Regions from separate parts of the Mus musculus genome. Here regions 2, 3 and 4 are each linked to region 1. Evidence: chromatin contacts called from public Hi-C, HiCAR-type and HiChIP or PLAC-seq data. All regions are on one chromosome and are shown on one strand. The core of a region is the stretch at or near the end of the contact, and the rest is flanking DNA. Distances in the headings are between cores, read along the strand shown.

Region 1 (5,178 bases), core at 1,307-3,806:
CCTATAGATGGAACAACCATATGAACTAACCAGTATCCCCAGAGTTCGTGTCTCTAGCTGCTTATGTATCAGAAGATGTCCTAGTCTGCCATCATTGGAAAGAGAGCCCCATTGGTCTTGCAAACTTTATATGCCCCGGTACATGGGAATGCCTGGCCAAGAAGTGGGAGTGGGTGGGTAGGGGAGTGGGGGGGAGTGTATGGGGGACTTTTGGGATAGCATTGGAAATGTAAATGAAGAAAATACCTAATAAATAAAAAAAGACTGGTTACAAATATGTAATAAATTTATATACATATATACATATTCGTAAATATATAAATACAACCTGCTCAGTACAAACAATGTTACTTTTCTGTGTATGTTTTCAGAGATGACCATCGATACAGTGCTCCCTGAGGAGTCATAGACTAACATAACCCTAACACCAAGCACAAGAAGCTCTCGTTTTTGTCAGGGTTTTCCAAGAAAATCCCAAAATATTATAGGCTACTGGACTGCCTTTTGTTGCCCCAGAGGTGGGAGGTAAGTCACTATTGCTGAAGACTCCATTCACTTACATGCTATTTTTTTAATTGCTTCCCCAAAACAACCATAGGCTAACACCAACAAAATCCAGGAGCCAGAATGAGAAATTTTCTTTGGAATGTTTAAGAGTTATTCAAGTGACTCCTAAAACAACACAGACTACTATCAATGTAGTCCTCGTTTACTGCTAACACCACACACTTTGAACCCAGAACTCAGATGAGTCAAGTGGATGACTCTAGCTTCTATGATATACAAGTTGTCAGTGGAGGGAGGCAACTCAAGAGTCCTACCCAGCTGCAAAACCTATGAAGCACAACAATGATCAGCATGATAAGATATCCAAAGAATGAAATGAGAATCCCTTGTGTGTTGGTGATAACCAACAGCTGTCTAATTAGACTTAAGTCTCATGCAACAGGAAGGAATTCATGCCTTGTATGGGAAATCTAGCTAGCTTCTCAAGTTTTGTGAGGGCATAGACCTTAGAAAAGAATTTACCACCATGACTTGGCTAAACCAGAGTAATTACTCACTACAACTCAAATCTCATCCTTCAATGCTGTGGGTACAGATAAGTGTAGGTAGCTCCCACACCTCATCAAACAGAGCCTCTATTTACAGCAAATGGAGTCTATCACAAAAAACCCACAGCTGAACACAATACAGCGACAGATCATGAGGAGCCCAGCCTCAATGGATACACTTATATCACAGCTCTTATATCTATGGCTTGGCTCAGGGCATATCCTGGAAGAAAGGGTAAAAAGATTGTCTGATCCAGAACACCAGGAAGTTGGCTGTGAAACAGTCTCTCCTAGAAATGGCTGAATAAACAAGACTGGAACAATTTCATTATCAATAGATCTGGTGACATGAAAGTGGGTAAAATGTCATGGGACCCACCCACAGGCAACTAATAACAGCCAGAGGAGAATTAGCCTCTCCTGGATATAAGTCCCCTTGTTGGTTACTCAATGAATACGGGTCCATATATACACAAACAACCAAAAAAGACCCAGAAAGTTGATTATATATTTGTGGATACTTATGCACGTGCACACACACACACACACACACACACACACACACACACATATGTATATATGAAACAGTAATAATCAAAGAAATAGAGGCTAGCAATGTAAGCATGGGAAGGTCATAGGAGGGATTGGAGGAAAAAATATCTGGGAAGGGGCTGGAGGGAGGAAAGGGGTAGTGGGAAAGGGATGTAATTCTCTTTTAACTAAAAATATATTAATAAAATAGGAGTAAATGAACTTTCATCATTAATGTAGATTGAAGTAATTTATTTTCCTGTCACCTAAATGAGGCTCTCACCCAACATCTTCTCATTCTCATACAGAAGGCCCACACACACACACACACACACACACACACACACACACACACACACGGCTGAAGATTAGTACATTCTTTTGAGAACTACAGGACAAGTTCAAAATGGATATTGTAGCTCCTCAGCTGATCATGTGAAAAATCCCTGTAACAGGGCCTGTCATGCATGACATCATCTGGGTCATAGGTTCTGGTGGGAAAGGTCACTTTAAAGGTCCCTTCTCTTTTAGCTCATTCTAATAATGAAAGCCACCAATGACAGCTAAATGTCATCAACTTTCCAAGGTTCAGACCTGCACCCAGGAACAGGGAATCCAGACCTCCTGACTTGTAGGTTATGATACAGCATCGCCAGGCTGTGACATGTTTGCAGCTCTCACTTCTGCCCTGACACCTCTGCAATGCTACAGGGGGTTTCCTACATCTCCCCTCCTCGTGCTTTTCTGAACTCACCCAGATTTTATTTACATATGCTTCACTAATCCTCAGTGGCCCCAGGCAGTAATTATATTAAACCCCCAAAAACGAATAAAATAGTTAATATAAAACTATAACATTGCTGTCAAAAGGAAGACGATAATTGTGACATGGGCTCCAGGGAAATGGAGAAGTGGTCAAGTCACTTTGCTATTTTTACCTGCCTCTAATTATAGAAGGAACTGTATGTGTTTAATCAAATGTGCAATCACACAGACAGTGACTCAGAGCTCTGAGAAGAGTCAAACCACGTTGACAGCAACTATGCTCAAAAGATCCTAATCTTTCACTTCTGCTATTACTTTATTCATCTTCCGGGTGTTAATAAATCAACATTGGCCTGGAGGTTCTCGTCTGTAAGGTGAAGGACTTGGACAACAGGATCTCTAGTTTCCTTTCCAGGGAAAAGTCTATGCTTTTGAGGGATTACAGAAAAGGAAACAAGGATACAGTGTAAAGTTGAAGAGTTACACAGAAGAAAACAGGAACCAGGAAGTAAAAATTTATAGTCTCCAGACATCCAGGCACCTTCCCCGACAGAGGAGGGCTCTGCTGCAGAGCACCTGGGGGGAGCCATCTTGGGTCCCAGATCCCTCAAAGACTAGTCTGCCCAGGCGAGAGTGCGGACTACAGAAGCTACACAGCTTCTACAACAGGCAGAAGCAACACAGCTTCTGGAACAGAGCCCATTTCGGGCTCCAGACATCCCGGCACCTTCCCTGACAGAGGAGAGGTATCTGCCCTGCCCAGGAGGGCTCTACAACAGAGCACCTGGGAGAGCAATATTGGGTACCAGATCCCTCAGAGACTAGTCTGCTCAGGTGAGAGAACACACTACAGAAGGTATACAGATTCTGGGACAGGCCCTGTTTCAGGACTTCATCTTAAGCCAGGAGGGAGGTCCAAACACAAGATATCTGTGCACCTTCCCTGAAAAAGGAGAACTTGCCTACAGAGAGTACTCTGACCACTGAAACTCAGGAGAGAGCTACACTACCAGATCTGCTCACAGAGGCTAACAGAATCACAGGAGGAGCAAGCTCCAATCAGAGACAACTATAACAACTAACTCCAGAAATTACCAGAGGGCGAAAGGCAAACATAAGAATCTTACTAACAGAAACCAAGACCACTCACCATCATCAGAACCCAGCACTCCCACCTCAGCCAGTCCTAGATACCCAACACACCCAAAATGCAAGACTCGGTTTTAAAATCATATCTCTTGATGCTGGTAGAGGACATCAAGAAGGACTTTAATAACTCACTTAAAGAAATACAGGAGAACACTGCTAAAGAGGTAGAATCCCTTAAAGAAATACAGGAAAACACAACCAAACAGGTGATGGAATAGGACAAAACCATACAAGACCTAAAAGGGAAACTAAACACAATAAAGAAAACCAAAAGTGAGACAGTGGTGGAGATAGAAACCCTAGGAAAGATATCTGGAACCATACATGTGAGAATCAGCAACAGAATACAAGAGATGGAAGAGAGAATCTCACATGCAGAAGATTCCATAGAGAACACCGGCACAACAGTCAAAGAAAATGCAAAATGCTAAAAGATCCTAACTCAAAACATCCAGGAAATTCTGAACACAATGAGAAGAGCAAACCTATGGATAATAGGAGTAAATGAGAATGAAGATTTTTCAATTTAAAAGGCCAGCAAATATCTTCAACAAAATTATAGAAGAAAACTTCACAAACCTAAAGAAAGAGATGCCCATGAACATACAAGAAGCCTACAGAAGTCCAAATAGACTGGACCAGAAAAGAAATTCCTCCCAACACATAATAATCAGAACAACAAATGCATGAAATAAAGATAGAATATTAAAAGCAGTAAGGGGAAAATGTCAAGTAACATATAAAGGCAGGCCTATTAGAATTACACTAGGTTTCTCACCAGAGCCTATGAAAGCCAGAAGATCCTGTACAGATGATATGCAGACCCTAAGAGAACACAAATGCCAGCCCAGGCTACTATACCAAGAAAAACTCTCAATTACCATAGATGGAGAAACCAAAGTATTCCATGATAAAACAAAATCCAAACAAAATCTTTTCATGAATTCAGCCCTTCAAAGGATAATAAAGGGAAAACACCAACACAAGGACAGAAACTACACCCTCATAAAAGCAAGAAAGTAATCCATCAAGAAACCTAAAAGAAGACAGCCACAAGAACAGAATCCCAACTTTAACAACAAAAATAACAGGAAGCAACAATTACTTTTCTTTAATTTCTTGTAACATCAATGGACTCAATTCCCCAATAAAAAGACATAGACTAATAGACTGGTTACAGAAACAGGACCCAACATTTTGTTGCTTACAGGAAACCCATCACAGGGAATAGGACAGACACTACCTCAGAGTTAAAGGCTGGAAAACAATTTTCCAAGCAAATGGTCTGAAGGAACAAGCTGGAGTAGCCATTCTAGTATTGAATAAAATTGACCTCCAACACAAAGTTATCAAAAAAAGAAAAGGAGGGGTACTTCATACTCATCAAAGGGAAAATCTACCAAGATGAACTCTCAATTCTGAATATCTATGCTCCAAATACAAGGGCAGCCACATTCATTAAAGAAACTATACTAAAGCTCAAAGCACACATTGCACCTCACACAATAATAGTGGGAGACTTCAACACACCACTTTCATCAATGGACAGATCATGGAAACAGAAACTAAACAGGGATACAGTGAAACTAACAAAAGTTATGAAACAAATGGATCTAACAGATATCTACAGAACATTTTATCCTAAAACAAAAGGATATACCTTCTTCTCAGCACCTCA
Region 2 (5,178 bases), core at 1,306-3,805, 480 kb before region 1:
CAAACCCCAAACTTAGTTTGGTACACTTCTTAGAGTTTACACATCTGCATCTCTTCTCAACATGAACCCACTGTATAATCCACCCTACAATAGATAAACTATTACAGTTTTATCTATAACCACATAAAACTCAAGAGTACAGATAGTATCAACCATACTGTGAGGACCTCTAGGTACAGATATAGCTATGCACTGCGAAGATTCTCCTATGATTCTACCATTTCATGTAGGTGGATGCAAAGCCAGAAAGCTGGCTGCTCAGAGCCAAGCCCTAAGAAAATAACTTACATCTATTTTTTCCCGAAGCTAACAAAGCTCTGGCACTGGATGTAACTATCACTCACTTTGATCTAACAACCAGTCAGGCATCAGTCTAGCCCTTAGAAAGTGTGGCACAGTAGTCTGGCTCACATGCCCATGTTCCTTTCCTCCTTTCTAAGTCTATGGGTTGTCCTTCTCAATTTATCCTTTGAAAGTCACTCTATAAATATAATGTTCTCAGTAACAAAAGTCTGTTTTATTCTCTTTTAATAGTTTTGCTGAATTTCTCATTTGAATTGCTTTTTTTCCTGATTTTATTGAATCAGTTATCTGTATTATCATATCTTGCTGGGTTTCTTTGTAATAGTTATTTTAAATTCCTTTTCCTTACCTCACAGGTAGCCAGGATGCCCTGTGTAGCTGAGAGTAATCTAATAACACATCAGTAAATGCTGTGTCTTCTAGAAACGACATGTGCAGCCAGAGAGTCGGCAGTGTCTCCACAGGTCTGACATTGCCTTGACATCTAGTAAGACTGTGATCCTGACCACATCAAAGATTGTCCTATAGACAGCAACCCACAACACTTGCAGGTACCACCTGTTATAACCTGAAACCTTATCCTATACGAAAGCACACCACATTAGTGAATTCATAAACCCTTGTAACCTCAGACACCAATGCTGGCAAGATCATAGGAAAAGAAACTACACAGAGGCAACACTACTGAGTCCCAAATAGAAGTTAATATACCATTATCTTAGCATGTGCCTAAAGGTTAGAAGAACCTACCCAGTGGTGGGGTTGGGTGCATGGAATTGAACTTCTACCCTAGATACAGAAATATCAACTGCAGGCTGCAAAGAACACCAAAAAAGGAAGCAAACCTCACTGATATCCCTGAAAGAGCATAACTTTTCATTAACTAGAGAAAGGAGACTTGTGAAATACTGAAAAGGAGTGGTATGTAGAAACAGGTTTTGGCTATGACTCAGAATTTCAAGCAGCAAAAGTAAAAGTCAAGACAGAGAACAAATTGAAAGGTTTGTGCAGGGTCCAGAGAGATGGCCCAGTTCTTAAGGGCACAGACTACTCTGCCAGAGAACCTGAGTCTACTAGTGCCCATATCAAGTAGCTCACATGTTTGACCACTGGAGATACATACACATGCACATGCATTAACCATGAACATATATTACACACACACACACACACACACACACACACACACACACACACACACACATAATTTAAAAATAAAACAATAAAGCTTTTATACCTCAAGGTATACATCAACAAAGCAAAGAGTCACTGTGAGCCTACAAATGGTATTTTATATTATTCATTTTGTAAAATATTAATATCCAAAGCATAGAAAGAACCCAAGTAACATAGGAAGGAATCATCCATTGAAAAGGGAACAAAGGATCTGAGGAAAAAAAAAAAAACTTGGAAGACTTACAAGTTGCCAACAGGTATCTGAAAACTACACAATACTGCTAATCACCAGGCAAATGCAAATCAGAGCCACAATGAGTTCTAACTTCATTGCAGTGAGAATGGCCAGTGTCAAAAAGACAAAGTACTGGTTAAGATGCAGAGGACAAAGGAATCCTTTCACATTGTTGGTAGAGATATCAAAACAAATACACAGGCTTTTCTCAAAAACAGAACAACCATGTCATCCAATAATCCCTCTACAGGCATGTAACCAAAGAGAGTGAAATCAGCATGCTAGAGACACATCTGCACTCCCGGACTTATGGTGGAAGTATTAATGACATCCAACATACAAAATTCACCTACATGTCCACCAGTGAAGAAATAGATAAGTAAATGAAATCACATCATTTGTCACAATAGGAATGAGCCCAGAAGACATTATATTAAAGGAAATGATTTAAGCAAAGAAAGGAAATCAGTGCATCTCTAACTCAGATTTGGCTGATATGAACCAGACTAACTGAGATGACACTCTGTGCACATCGGGGTAGCCGAAAACAAAATGGACTGTGCTAAAGTGCTGGTAAGCTAAAGAATTCTTACACATTTCTGGGAAGCTTCTAACACACACACACACACAAGCACACCACCCACTCACTTACCCTTAGCCATTCCTAAAGATTAAACCTGGAATTACTATATGACTCAGTAACTCTGAAAACATATTCTCATAGATAAAAACTGAAACAGTACAAATACGAAAGAACTGGCAAATCAACAAACACAGTGTGGAGAGAAGACAGATCAGGGAAGTGGAAGTAGATTAGGGGATCCCGTGACCTCATCAGTCTGCAGTGTGTGGGAGGGAGAGCATAGGAGGGAGAAACATAACACCCTATGCAATGTTGGAGCCAAGTCAGTGGAGAGTAGTCCCTGATAAGGCATACACAACAGTGAATTTTCAGTGACAAATTCTAGGTGACAAATGTAAAGTGGGTACTCTTCTCTGGCGAAGGACACCTAGGGTTGTATGTAGTTCAAGTGGGGAGAATGTAAGTTACCCAAAAAAAGCCAGTTAAAATCAAATGGAAAAACACATCTATCCTACATCTGCCTTTTATTTCTGGTTGTATGGGATATGCATTGAAACCATACCCTGGCTTCTCTTTCAGGGCATACAGCCTTCCTCACTGAATGTTAAGGCATTACGAAAAAAACAAAACAAAACAAAAAGTCTTATATTTCGTGTACAGATATTCCCCATTGATGTTAGCCCTTGGTGTAGGTAGAACAAAGGAAAAAAAAAAGCAGACCAAAGATATAACTTCCTCTCTTCCAGTCTTCTATATTTCCATCTTTCAGGACTAGAATTTTTCTCTATCTCTTTAAATTCTAATTAGTTTTAATTGGGAATTTATTCAAAATTAACGTGACTTTCTTCGCTTAAATATAATATACTTTCTGGTACATGATGCAAAGATGTGCGTTGAACATTGACTATTTCTAAACTGTGAGCAAAAACAGAAGAAAAGGAGCCAATGTTTGGAAGATGATTTCAGGCTAGGCATGGTAGAGCACACATGTAATACCAACACTGGGGAATCAGAGGACCAGAACTTTGCTACATACCAAGTGCAAGGACAGCCTCAGATACTGGACACTGTCTCCAGAAAAGAAAGGGGAACTTAGTGTAGAAGGGCTATGCTTACAATAGATGTTAAAAGTGAATAAAATAGACACATGGTTTTATTTATAGGCACATACAAGTACCTCAAGGGTCTGAAGGAGATGGGAAGGTTTCAAGCATCTTTTAGAAGCTGAAGGATTGAAGGTGTATTTCAGGGTTTCCAATAATTAAATTCTGCTAAATCTTACTTCTGGGAAAATATCATTAAAAGACCAAATATAGTAAGAGTTGACTTTCTCCTCACTGATGGAAAACAGATCTTTTTAGAGGAAAAGAAAGTGTATTTAAGGTTATTTTCTGAACATGTACTTAGACACTGGACAGAAGCAGTTTCTAATGAAAGCAACACTGCAAAGCTTGTGGGGTGGTTGGTGTGAAAGACTGCATACTGACAGCTTGTCATCATGTCCTCAGGGTCTCATAAAGTCTTCAGAGTCACCTCAGTCTAGACGATAGACTACTGGACGAATCCAAGAGACTAGTGCTACCTTGAAGTTTTAATTTATTTAATTTTTACATTTATGTATTTTACTGTACATGTACAACTCTTCCCCTTGCATTTTATATGTGTACCATGTGTGCACATGGCAGCCATGGAAGTCAGAGAGCATGTCAGATTCCAGAGAACTGGAGTTGGGGATGGTTGTGAGCCGTCACGTGGGTGTGGGGAATTGAACATATGTCCTCTACCAGAGGAGAAAATGCTCTTAACTACTGAGAAATCGCTCCAGGGCCTTCTTTGGAGTTCGTGAGTAAATGCTTTATTTGCACCATACTAGCAAAATAGTGAATTTTGTAGTGTTGCTATTTATAGCACTGGACTTAGAAGGCAGAGACATTACTTATTAGATGTCTTAAAGTACAAGTGAGGGTAATCTACATGTAAAGAAATTGTGACCTATGAGGACACCCATAAAACACCATCACAAGATATTAGCAAACAGCAACCCTACACATTGCTTTGTGCTTCATTATAAAATTTTCCTATATTACTATGTATTACTTTGCATTCTTAATATAATCTGGCTTTTTAATTTGACATGGTTATTTTGACACTTATCTTGTTGGTGCTTATGTTAACCATTACTTTTATAGGTGTACAATACTGTATTACATATGTACCACCATTCATTGTTCAAAAAATCTTATAATGATATCTTGGTTGTTTCCAGATTAGAAAAACTGCAAATATATTTTAAGAATATTTCTGGACAAGTCTGCGTGTTGAAATATGCTTTTATTTCTTCTTGGTAAACATCTAAGAATAAAATTATATTTTCAAATATAAAAGATATTGTCAGATTGCTTCTTGTACTGGCTAGTTTTGTGTCAACTTGACACAGCTGGAGTTATCACAGAGAAAGGAGCTTCAGTTGAGGAAATGCCTCCATGAGATCCGACTGTAAGGCATTTTCTCAATTAGTGATCAAGGGGGAAAGGCCCCTTGTGGGTGGGACCATATCTGGGCTGGTAGTCTTGGTTTTATAAGAGAGCAGGCTGAGCAAGCCAGAGGAGGCAAGCCAGTAAAGAACATCCCTCCATGGCCTCTGCATCAGCTCCTGCTCCCTGATCTGCTTGAGTTCCAGTCCTGACTTCCTTTGGTGATGAACAGCAGTATGGAAGTGTAAGCCAAATAAACCCTTTCCTCCCCAACTTGCTTCTTGGTCATGATGTTTGTGCAGGAATAGAAACCCTGACTAAGACACTTCTCAAAGTCATTTTCCACCATTGTACATTGCCAGGAATAATGTGCAGAGATTGCTTGGATAGAACACCAGTATCATGTA
Region 3 (5,178 bases), core at 1,729-4,228, 420 kb before region 1:
TGAGTACAAATTCAAGAGTAACTGCAGAAACCTGGAAAGTAAAAGAGGACCACATACAAGGCCTGAGGATAGGAGAGCAATAGAAAAGGTATGGGTGTAGTATCAGAGATCCGAAGAGGTAACTGGAGAGGTAACATTTGTTTTGTTTTGTTGTTTTGTTTTGTTTTGTTTTGTTTTAGAATCGTAAACTGCAAAATCAAAACAATTTTCTAGACAGAGAGAGGTTGAGCAGGAAATGGACACTTCCTCATTTCCAGTTCCCTTCAATATGGGTGGGGTTAGGTCAGGGGAGAGGAACAAGAACATGGAAGAACTTTGTTACAAAGCCAACGTCAGCTTACAGTATGACCAGTGTGCTTTAGAATCCTTTTTATTTTTTATTTTTTGAGATTATAATTATACCATTTTCTATATTTAGGAATGCATTGATGCAACCTGGCTAATGTATATAGTGTTATTCATATGTGTATGTTTTCAAATCTTTGTCTAGACATTTAACAGCCAGGACAGCTTATCCAACAGAACACTCTATATCTTTACACAGTCAGCCCATTCTTTGCATCTGTTCCTGCGGCATAGCAAACCAAGTAGTTGATTCCTCTACATCAGAATGTCTAAATAACATCTGCTCCTCTGTCCTGGGCTTCTGGGAAAGGAAAGAGAAACATACAGACAGCAACAAACCCTAGTGAATCCCTTTGCAAGCCATTTGGTGCCTCTCCTGTGCACTGCCTGTGGCACGCTCAGGAACTTGTCCCCGAGCACTCCATGTCAGCCAGACAGGTTTTGTCCTCTGAGCTGACTTAGAAAGAGAAATCCAGCAGTTTTCTCCCCAAGTGGACTGTTACACATTTGGGGTTTAGATTAAACGAGTCTTCTATGTATGGAAAGCGGGGCTGCAGATATAGAGATCAGATCTCCCTAGGTGTGGAAGTCCCGTTTGTGCAATGTTACTTGCATATGTTTTCAGGGCCGACCGTTTGGTTTTGGATAACAGTGGCCTTCCAGGATTTCCTGTTTCTCATCATGCCTCAAGGTCTCGTGCTAACAATTGAAACTCGTAATTCACTTGCCATAAACCCTGGGCTTTAGTAAATATTTTATATTCATTAATTATTTTCATCATTAAGACATAATCCTCATTTTATGAATTTGGAACCAGACATACCATGTACCAAATATTTAATAATCATTTCCTCAAGTCACCAAATCACAGAGTGTGAAACCAGGATTTAACCTTAGTTTATCTTCATATGCTATATTCTGCCTAAACTCTTGCAAATTAGGGGATAATATTTATAAATCTATAATTTCTTTTTGTGGAGTAAAATTTCATCTTAAGTCCTATTAATCTATTTTCATATATTCAAAACAGGCATGCTCAAAATTAACAAATGCATGCTATGTTCTTTTAGCATCTATTTATTTCTAATGATCTAGTTATTTAAATTTGGGGACAGATTCTTACTCTGTAGCCTAGGTTGGCTTCAATTTCACTTCATAGCCCAGGATGGCTTCCACATCAGTATACTGTCCAGGTTGACTTTCAACTAGTGACTTTGAACTTTGAACTCTCTGTGCTAGAATTACAAATAACTATAGTCAAGTCCAGCTCCATTTTGCAACAATTCAAAAACAAAAGGAAGTTATGTAAACAGTATTTCAAAACATATGTCATGGAAAGCAAGCTGATATTCATGGACAATACAATCAAGTAATCTTTAGAGAGAATATTAAGACAAAAATCATAAGTGTTAAATTTTTCTCCAGAAGTGTAATCATTAATTGTTCAGTTCCATATGTAGCAAGAACACTGTACTTATTTTGTATATGATAACACGTATGCCTAGAAACATGGAGATCAGTCATTATTAGAGTAATCAGGAAATGAGCAGTCTCCAGAGGATCTTGCACATTCCATTACACTATTCCTTGCCATTGAAAGAAGCAGGAGTTAAAGTCTCACTAGGGCCCCTCGGCACCTACTTCCCACCCATGTCCCCACCCCCTCCTCTCTTTAGGGATAAATGAGTGCTATTGTATTTTTAAAAATAGTTATAAATTAAAAAATATTTTTATTTATTCACTTTTCATCCCTCTCACTGGCCTCCTGCTTACCCCCTTACAATTCTTCCTCCCTCCCTTTCTCTTCCGAGCGGGTGGGGCCTCCTGGGTATTCCTCCTCCCCTTGTCACTTCAAGTCTCTGTGAGGCTAGACGCTTCCTTTCTCACTGAGGTCAGACAAGGCAGCCCAGCTAGTAGAGCATATTCCGTACACAGGCAACAGCTTTTGGGTTAGCACCCAAGAAATGCAAGGATTCAGGACAGAGTTGAGACTAAGGAAATGGCCAACCAATAATCAGTCCAACTTGAGACCCAGCCCATGGGCAAGCACCAGTCTCTGACACTGTTAATGATACTTTGTTATGCTAGCAGACAGGAGTCTAGCACAGGCTGTCCTTTGAGAAGCTCTAACCAGCAGCTGACTCAGACAGATGAAGATCCCCACAGCCAAACAAGTGGGTGGAGCTTGAAGACTCTTTTGGAAGAATAAGAGGAAGGAATTTGAGCTGAAGGGGCTAGGAACTCCACAGGAAGACCAACAGAGTCAACTAATCTAGATCGTTGAGTCTCTCAGAGACTGAACCACCAACTACAGGCTAGACCTAGTTCCCTGTTCATATGTGTGCAGCTTGGTCTTGATGTGGGTACTGAACAACTGGAGTGCTATCTTATTATACTCCAGCCCCTTCTGCATGAGAACAGATCAATGCCAGGCAAATCACCCTCTCAAAACTACACCCTCCCCCAAACCTCACTCACCAGAGCCTCAGGAATTCGTTCCTTAAGCTGCAAATGTGAAACTTTGGAAAGCTGAATTGGTAGCTGAATTGGTAGCAGACAGTTCCCAGTGTACACATTAATATTTTCACGTTGAACCTGGCTCGTGTTTATACATCCAGCCTGGCATCTGGCATTTGTTACTAGAATAACACAGCTTTAAAATGCCTGCCAGCCCCGCGGCAAGCCAAGTCATCTCCACTTAATGAGAAGTATCGCTCCAAGCTTCTCTAAACGTTAACCAGATGCCACACGCTGTCAGTTCTTCTGCCACCGGAATATTAACAAAGTGTCGACACATCTGTGAGTCGCGCTTAGATCCAGATGACAAAGTGATACTGTGATACCAACAAGTTGAATGATGATCCCTAAGCCAGAGCATCTGTTCCTGCAGGTCCCCTGAAATTTTGAGTTAGGCTTTGTTTCAAATTTATGTATAGGCAGTGAGTGAGGTCTCATGAGTACAACCGATCTTGCTACAGTGTATCACAGAGCTCTGGATGTAAGGCATCTCACTTGAGCTCTAGTGGGATTTTGTATCCCCTTGAATATTAAAGGGAGGAAATAGAAGTTACACAAATGGAAACAGTCTACATTGTTGTCTTGTCACTGTTTCTTTCCACGTTCTCAACTGCTTGCTGTGGAAAAACTCACAACAAGGAAAACAAACCCAACACGATCCTTAGCAATCCAACCAAACAGGAAAAAAAATAATCCAAATATTCTGAAATTGGCAGAGACTGGCAAAAAAAAAAAAAAAAAAAAATCTGTGCATATGCATGAGCTCCTCATACTCCTATATTGTGCCCTTGCGAACTGAGAGCCTATCTATTGCAGTGTCAAAGCCTAAAAAGTATTTTTAGATTTGGAAAGAACCTTCACAATCATTAATATCCCTCCTAGACATTGGTTCTGTTTCAGCTACAATGTTTTTCCCTTGAGGGCATGATATATGGGTGGGAGAGCAGGTCTAATGGAATCTTCAATCATATACACGAGCCTGGTGTTTTAGTAAATAAACATGTCTCCTGAGCATTGTGGGCAATTCTAGGCCCTTAGGGAACACAAGGGAGCCCCCAGTTTATAACTAAATACACAAACGGAGCCACAGGAAGACCTCTTCCTCCCACGTTCATCGGGAAAATCACTGATGCACAGTAATATATTTAAGGTAAGTGAAGATGTGCTTTCCTTCATATACAGAAGCTCCTTTTAGTAATGTTAATATGTTTGGGTTCATTCTACATAGGCCAGCTTCACATATTCAACAGGTAACAAATGGTCCCTTTTGTAAGTTAGATATTATTTTACTTGCTATAGATTTAGTGGCAATGAAAGTTGAGGGAGACTCTTCTTTAGTTAATCAAAATAAATAGAGAGAAAACCTCTGAAAGATTGTATTCAAACTTTCCAGTAGCATTTCTCATATTTTATCCAATATCTCTTTGATAGAGCTTTGGGAATTAGTATGTTTATGTTTGCAACTAAAATTGCCTATGCCCCTTAGCATTCACTACACTTGTTGCTTCACAGGGACAACTAACTGAAATCATGAAATCATGGCAAGAAAGTAAAATTTATCCACTGTAAAAATGTTACTATTCACTTATTTTATAAACAAACACAAATTCTTAACATAGGAACAACAATATACAATGTAGAATGGAAACTATTTATCAAGCTTCTGAAATACGATGGAGTTAACCAGTTGAAGAATTATTTTTGTGGCATTTTTAGTTAATTCTAGTGTGCTATAAAAATTGTATTTGATAAATGCAAAGTGATGGCTTGATAATATCATATACATATAGAAATGCTTAGGACAACAATTTGAATTAACCTGTGTACACTTCATATTGCCAATGCTTCCCTTCTTGGTAGCCATGTTTGTTTCAACGTTTCTGTCATTCCGAATATATATTCCATGTGTATAAGAGAAGAGTCAATGTTTTTTCTGTCTCTTATATATTGTGCATCATAATGGCCTTCAGGTATGTGACCATTATTGACAATGCCATTATTTACATTATATTGAAGGTAACACACACAGGAACACACACAGAGGCCTTGTAATCTCTATATCATCTTTATAAAGATATGTGGTTTATTTTCTGTTATTGTAAATTGTAAATATATAAGATTACTTACAAATACATGTCACTCGTATGTTGCTTTTTCCCTCACAAGTCTTCTCCCTCCCCAACATGGTCTTTTTATAGTGTCTTTTTTTTTTTCTTTTTCTTTTTTATGGAGAATACAAATACAAGCACTTTATTTTAAAAAACAAACACAAAAGATCATGTAAATCCAAAAGTGTTAATTGTTTCAAGCTTCCAT
Region 4 (5,178 bases), core at 1,093-3,592, 310 kb before region 1:
TATAACCTTTAAAACTAGCATGCTTAGCACAGACTGAAAACATATTTTTTAAAAATAAAAACTACTTTACGTCTTTACTTAAAATATGGCAAGCATAGGAAAAAGTAAAGAAGCCCTAGTGGATATTTTACTTAGAATGCAGCATTAAGTTATATTATATTGCAATATATTACTATTTGTTTGCATTAAAAGAATTTATGGTGTTGATATTTTTTAAAATATTCACAATATTAGTCATGTGATGTTTCCTCTTGTATAGTCCAGGTTACTTTACAACAATGTGCTACCATTGGCTGAGTTATAAGCATGGCCTAATTTTTTCATAATTTCTGATATGATCTGGTCATATTTCTATGTTCCTAATTTATAACTCAAGTTAGTGTGACAGTGGAATTACACACAGATTCTAAACACCTTTGCACTAAGAGCCCAGTACCGTAGAGGACTGGTGCAAAGCTAAGCTATGTGTTCTGTCATCTAGACAGCTGTCATTGTAGCTGCCATGAGCAGGTGAATGACTCATCATAAAATATTTACTATTTGATCTTTAAAAATAAACTTTTTCAAATTCTGAAATAGGCTAGAGACTTAAATATTCTTAGCCAAACATGGGGGGAGGATCAAAGCTTGTTCCTTAGACCTGTCAGTTAGAAGGAGTCTGGAGTCACATTGATGGTTAGTTTGCAATTAATTGTAAGAACAAATAGACTCACATACCATCCCTTCTACACTGTTATGTACAAATGGAGCTTAAGGCTGAATCTCTATTTTGGGGCTCTCGTTTTGCTGCTGGCTTCCTGCACGGTTGCTGTTTTTCATTCCTAGATTCCCAGAGCAGTAGGCGAGAGAAGTTTCTAGATCTTGACACTGACAACAATGATTGTGGTTCTGAAGGTCACTGTAGCCTGGGAGGGGCAGGACCATTGCAGACCTGGTCCTCAGTGAGCAGGGCAGCAGTGGGGAGTGCCCCAGGGGCTCCTATCAATAGAAACAAGTCATTGTATCACTTATACTTTCTTTCTGCTCTCTAGTTGTCTTCTCTTTTATTTTTCTGGCTCTTTTATGTAGCTGGCCTTGACTGGTAGGTCATTCTTCAGTGACAGGGTCCTCTGTGGGATGTGGCCAGTGGAATGAAAAGAAAGAACCCAGAAGACTGGTATCTGAAAGTCTTACATAAGCTATGTTTTTATGTCAAGCAAGCCCCTTAAAGAAATGTGGCATTCTATATACTACTTCCAGGGGAGAAATTGAACAGTCAACGGACACTATCATTCAATGAGACAAGTCAGAGATGAGCTAGTCAAGCAATGTTACCCAAGAGGAACACAAGTTGTCTCAAGAGCATTGCAGACTGAGCACACAGTGACCCTGGGACTGATAAGTACAGCCCTGTAAAATGGGAAGTTAGGTACTCTAAATCTGAAGACCAGCTCCCCCACAGGCCCTGGCCCTAGACCATAAGCAGCTCTGTGGAGCATATTCCTGGTTTTAAAGAAGAAACTGGGTTCCTTCTTCACACATCCTCACCTCAAGGAAAAGCGCCTAAGGCCCTGGCCCCAAGCTGTTATCGGCTCAGTTAGCTCCTTCCTGGTTGTAGGTGCTATGTTCCTTCTTTGAATATCCTGGGCTCAAGGAACGTCTTCAGTCCAGCCAGTCCTCGGCAGTATCAACCTTTCAATATTAAGTCTCTCAGCTTTTTCAACCAGTTATTTTCTAATACACTAAACTATGCCCTAAATCATAATCTCTCTAGGTCTCCTGAATACATATTGTTGGCATACATTTGAAAACAAGACACCGCTACTCAGGCATCTAGAGAGAGAACGAATAAAACTACATAAGGGCTGAAGTGGTGTTGTCTTGGTGATCTCTGAAGCATAACATACAGAGTTTTATGTTCTTCCCTTTGGTGGTATTGGATCCTCACCAGATGCTTCTGTTAGAGGTAGAATCATTGTGATCTTCCAGGTCTAAACTCCTTGGAGAATGACTAATTCATAATGACAGAGACTTTTCGTGTCTCTGGGGTATTAAATGCTAACAAATTCTACTCATTTCTGATACTGATGTCATTTTCTGACTCTTCACTGATTTTTTTTTTTCAGGTTGAAGATGTCTCAAAAAATCAGTTTCCAACTAAATTCCCCAGTGATTGATGTGGTGTTTTCTAATCTCAATATCCTGCCTTATTTTCCTCTAAGAACCAAAACAGAATATTAATATTTCCACCAGTCAGTGCTTGTGGTCACATTACTCATTTACTAATGGGTTTACTATAAGTACTTGCATTTTTGTTTCCAGGAAATCTTGCGTTTCTATATTCAGAGATGAATGTTTTTTAACATGTGTTTAAAAGACACTACTTACTACACAGTGGAGTGTGTAGGGGTAACCTGAACGGGTGCCAGTGTAACTAGTTCCCATGTTAATCCATTCCTACATACAAACAAAATGATTCTGAGAAACCTAAAACAACCATCTCACTGCAAATTCTAAGGAACCTTGACACCTCAATCAGTTAGTACCACCTACCACTAGAAGCATCCTGAAACTAAAGCAACATTGCTTGCCTCCAAGTCAGCTCAAGACAATTTAGCTCCTCCCCCTTTGTCATGGATTTAATTGTTCTTATTTTTTTATTTAACATACAAAGTACGAGACTGGGGCTTGATAGCCTGCTCAGCATTTTCCAGGATATGTGGCTTCTGCTGACACACTCATTATCTTTTCCCTGACCTCAACCACTGACCAAGTTTTCAGGTCTCTTCACGTGGGGCATCTCTAGTTTGACTTGCTGGCATGGCCCCTGAATATATGGAATGCAGGATTTGTGCCCACCAGGTCTTAGTAGTCTCAAAGGCAGTCTGGATTATGTTGACTTCTGCCACTTCCATCAGATGGTGACGTACTTTTATTGCTTTCCTGGGTGTTTCCCGTGTAGATTAGATTCTTCATCACCATCAACCAAGTCTTGCTTTGAGCTTCCTGGAGCATATTAAATAATTAAATTTATACCACAAGGAATTTTAACTTGGAACTTGGAAAATCTCAATATGTGCCCTCTCAACATGAATACAATAACAATGATAAGTGGGGTGCTTTCAGATGATGTTAGGAAGGAAGTGGATTAGAACCACTCAGCTAGTATGGCTCTAAACCTTGAACACAGTACTTGTACTTGAACCTAGGCAATTTGTCATCAGCTCCTTCATGCAATGTATCTGTTTCTTTGATCTTTACGTTTCTTAGTCTTTCGTTTGTATCCTTTTGCTGGGTTTTGTTTTTTGTTTTGTTTGTTTGTTTGGTTAGTTTTTGGTTTTTCTAGACAGGGTTTCTCTGTATAGCCCTGGCTGTCCTGGAACTCACTTTGTAGACCAGGCTGGCCTCGAACTCAGAAATCCGCCTGCCTCTGCCTCCCGAGTGCTGGGATCAAAGGCGTGTGCCACCACGCCCAGCTTTGCTGTTGTTTTTAAGTTATTATTATACTTTTAATTTTGCATGTGTGTGAGAGAGAAGGGGAAGGAGGACAGACAGAGGGAGAAAGAAAAATGCTCTGTGTGTGTGTGTGTGTGTGTGTGTGTGTGTGCATATTTGTGTGACTAGGTCAGAGGACAACTGAAAGACTTGTTCCATCCTTCCACCATGTGGAACGTGAGGATCAAAATCAGGTTGTCAAATATAGCAGCAAGCGCCTGTCTCCCTCTGGCCATTTCCACTCTTCTCTTTCTTTATTAAATGAGACAAGCCCTTGCTATGACTCCCATGTTGGCCTGGAATTCACTTTTTAGCGCAAACAAGTCTTTAGCTAATCATTTTCTTACTTTAGCATGCATTTGCTAGATTTACATATGCATGCTACAATTTCCTGCTGTGTCACTTTCCATCCTGACAGGAGGCTCTTGTTTTGCTGTTTTGTTCAGTTAACAGTAGGTTGGCAAAAACATGACCTTTCTAGTTTCCTCTCTGTCTTGGCCATCTACCTCTCATAGTTTTCTTTACCTCCTATGAGGCAAACTCATTAAACTCTGCCAATTTGTTTGTTTGTGTTTTTTTAGTCACTTATATATTAGTCTGAAAACAAGAATTTTCTCTTGGCTATCCCATATTCATTTTTAAAGCCGAAATCTCTGGTCGTTTATAAAACTTGAACATTGATAAAAAGTTTCTTTAAATTGTAATATATCTATGATACTTGCTTCTGAAATGTAAGATAATTTTGTCACAGGCAGGTTTATAGCAGACCAAGGCCAATGCTGTCCAACTCACAGTTATACATTTAAAATTTCCAAGATTTACATTAAGTCCCTGAAGTTTTCAATTTATTTTAGATATTCATCATATTTCAGTTCAACAGAGTTCTAGACTGAAGCCACTATTCCAGGGACCATCTATTAAAATGTTCATCCTTGACTTTTTCTGAGATACCCATTTAAGCCTGGAGAAATGACTGCTTACAATGTCTGATGGACTTGGAAACTGAGTTGTGGCCAAAGCAATTGGGTCACATTTCTGGTCCTGTGAAATGACATCCTAGAATGGAATTTCAAGTTTTGAGATACTGTAGGAAATAGTCCAGGTGGCTTTAAGACTCTTAACTGGTAGAGTGAGATTTTCACCAGAAAACTCAAAGAAAGTTTTGCTATTTGCTGTCATCGTCTGTGGAGCCTTTGCCCCAGACTCACCTTTCTCCATTTTTTGAATTTTGTCTCTAGATTTTTTTGGCATAGAGCCAATACCATGTGTACATACATCCTATACTCACAAATTCATGCCTTTATATCTCTGTGTTGACATCTAACTTCCAGGAGAAATGAAGTGAAAATAAATAGTGATATGCTTCATGCTATTTAGTTCATCTTCTCTTGACAGCTCCATCGAAGATTAGAGGTGAAGAGGATGGTAGAACAGAGGAAGGGAGGAAACACGTGGTTGACTGATTGTGCTAATCAAATAGTCTAAGTTCTTTTGTTAGGCTTGGGTAGAGCTTCTGTGTTAAAGCCCAAGATGCAACAAGTTTGTCTTCTATAGTCCTCTTTGATTATTCCATTTGTTGTTTTTAGTATCATGCTTACCTGTCTAAGTGTACAAAATGCACACCTATGAAGAGAGTTCTAAAGAGAAGGAAAAGCATGCATGACTACATCACATGCAATTTTGTTACACATCTGTAGTGCTGGT

What was found. A called contact is a pair of places that touch in the nucleus more often than the background predicts. HiCAR-type assays count read pairs that join an accessible place to other places. HiChIP or PLAC-seq counts read pairs in DNA pulled down with a chosen protein or histone mark.
Region 2: an H3K4me3 HiChIP or PLAC-seq map of bone marrow-derived macrophages shows a contact between it and region 1, with 4 times the contacts expected there. The contact joins two enhancer-like sites. A contact is called at or near these places in 2 of 15 datasets of contacts at CTCF or cohesin (the NIH/3T3 cell line and large pre-B cells), 3 of 484 Hi-C or Micro-C datasets (bone marrow-derived macrophages, macrophages and uterus) and 4 of 115 datasets of contacts at active chromatin or transcription factors (Th17 cells, bone marrow-derived dendritic cells, bone marrow-derived macrophages and 1 more).
Region 3: a contact with region 1 is called in a Hi-C map of the N1E-115 cell line, with 3 times the contacts expected there. The contact joins two enhancer-like sites. A contact is called at or near these places in 1 of 484 Hi-C or Micro-C datasets (the N1E-115 cell line) and 1 of 115 datasets of contacts at active chromatin or transcription factors (microglia).
Region 4: a contact with region 1 is called in a HiCAR-type map of Th17 cells, with 4 times the contacts expected there. The contact joins two enhancer-like sites. A contact is called at or near these places in 1 of 484 Hi-C or Micro-C datasets (regulatory T cells) and 2 of 115 datasets of contacts at active chromatin or transcription factors (Th17 cells and bone marrow-derived macrophages).

The regions. Positions count from the first base shown.
Region 1 is chr15:5,443,994-5,449,171 of GRCm38.p6, reverse strand. It overlaps the pseudogene Gm46496. Among named protein-coding and RNA genes, the nearest start is that of 5430437J10Rik, 50 kb to the left of the region's middle. Within about 2 kb of position 2,556, at least 126 of the 459 cell types and tissues checked have an H3K27ac peak or open chromatin away from gene starts, as enhancers often do. A contact at or near this core is called in the N1E-115 cell line, Th17 cells, bone marrow-derived macrophages and 1 more, where this site is marked.
Region 2 is chr15:5,925,343-5,930,520 of GRCm38.p6, reverse strand. No RefSeq gene overlaps it. Among named protein-coding and RNA genes, the nearest start is that of Gm41259, 120 kb to the left of the region's middle. Within about 2 kb of position 2,555, at least 15 of the 459 cell types and tissues checked have an H3K27ac peak or open chromatin away from gene starts, as enhancers often do. A contact at or near this core is called in bone marrow-derived macrophages, where this site is marked.
Region 3 is chr15:5,867,346-5,872,523 of GRCm38.p6, reverse strand. No RefSeq gene overlaps it. Among named protein-coding and RNA genes, the nearest start is that of Gm41259, 170 kb to the left of the region's middle. Within about 2 kb of position 2,978, at least 15 of the 459 cell types and tissues checked have an H3K27ac peak or open chromatin away from gene starts, as enhancers often do. A contact at or near this core is called in the N1E-115 cell line, where this site is marked.
Region 4 is chr15:5,755,930-5,761,107 of GRCm38.p6, reverse strand. No RefSeq gene overlaps it. Among named protein-coding and RNA genes, the nearest start is that of Gm41258, 85 kb to the right of the region's middle. Within about 2 kb of position 2,342, at least 10 of the 459 cell types and tissues checked have an H3K27ac peak or open chromatin away from gene starts, as enhancers often do. A contact at or near this core is called in Th17 cells and regulatory T cells, where this site is marked.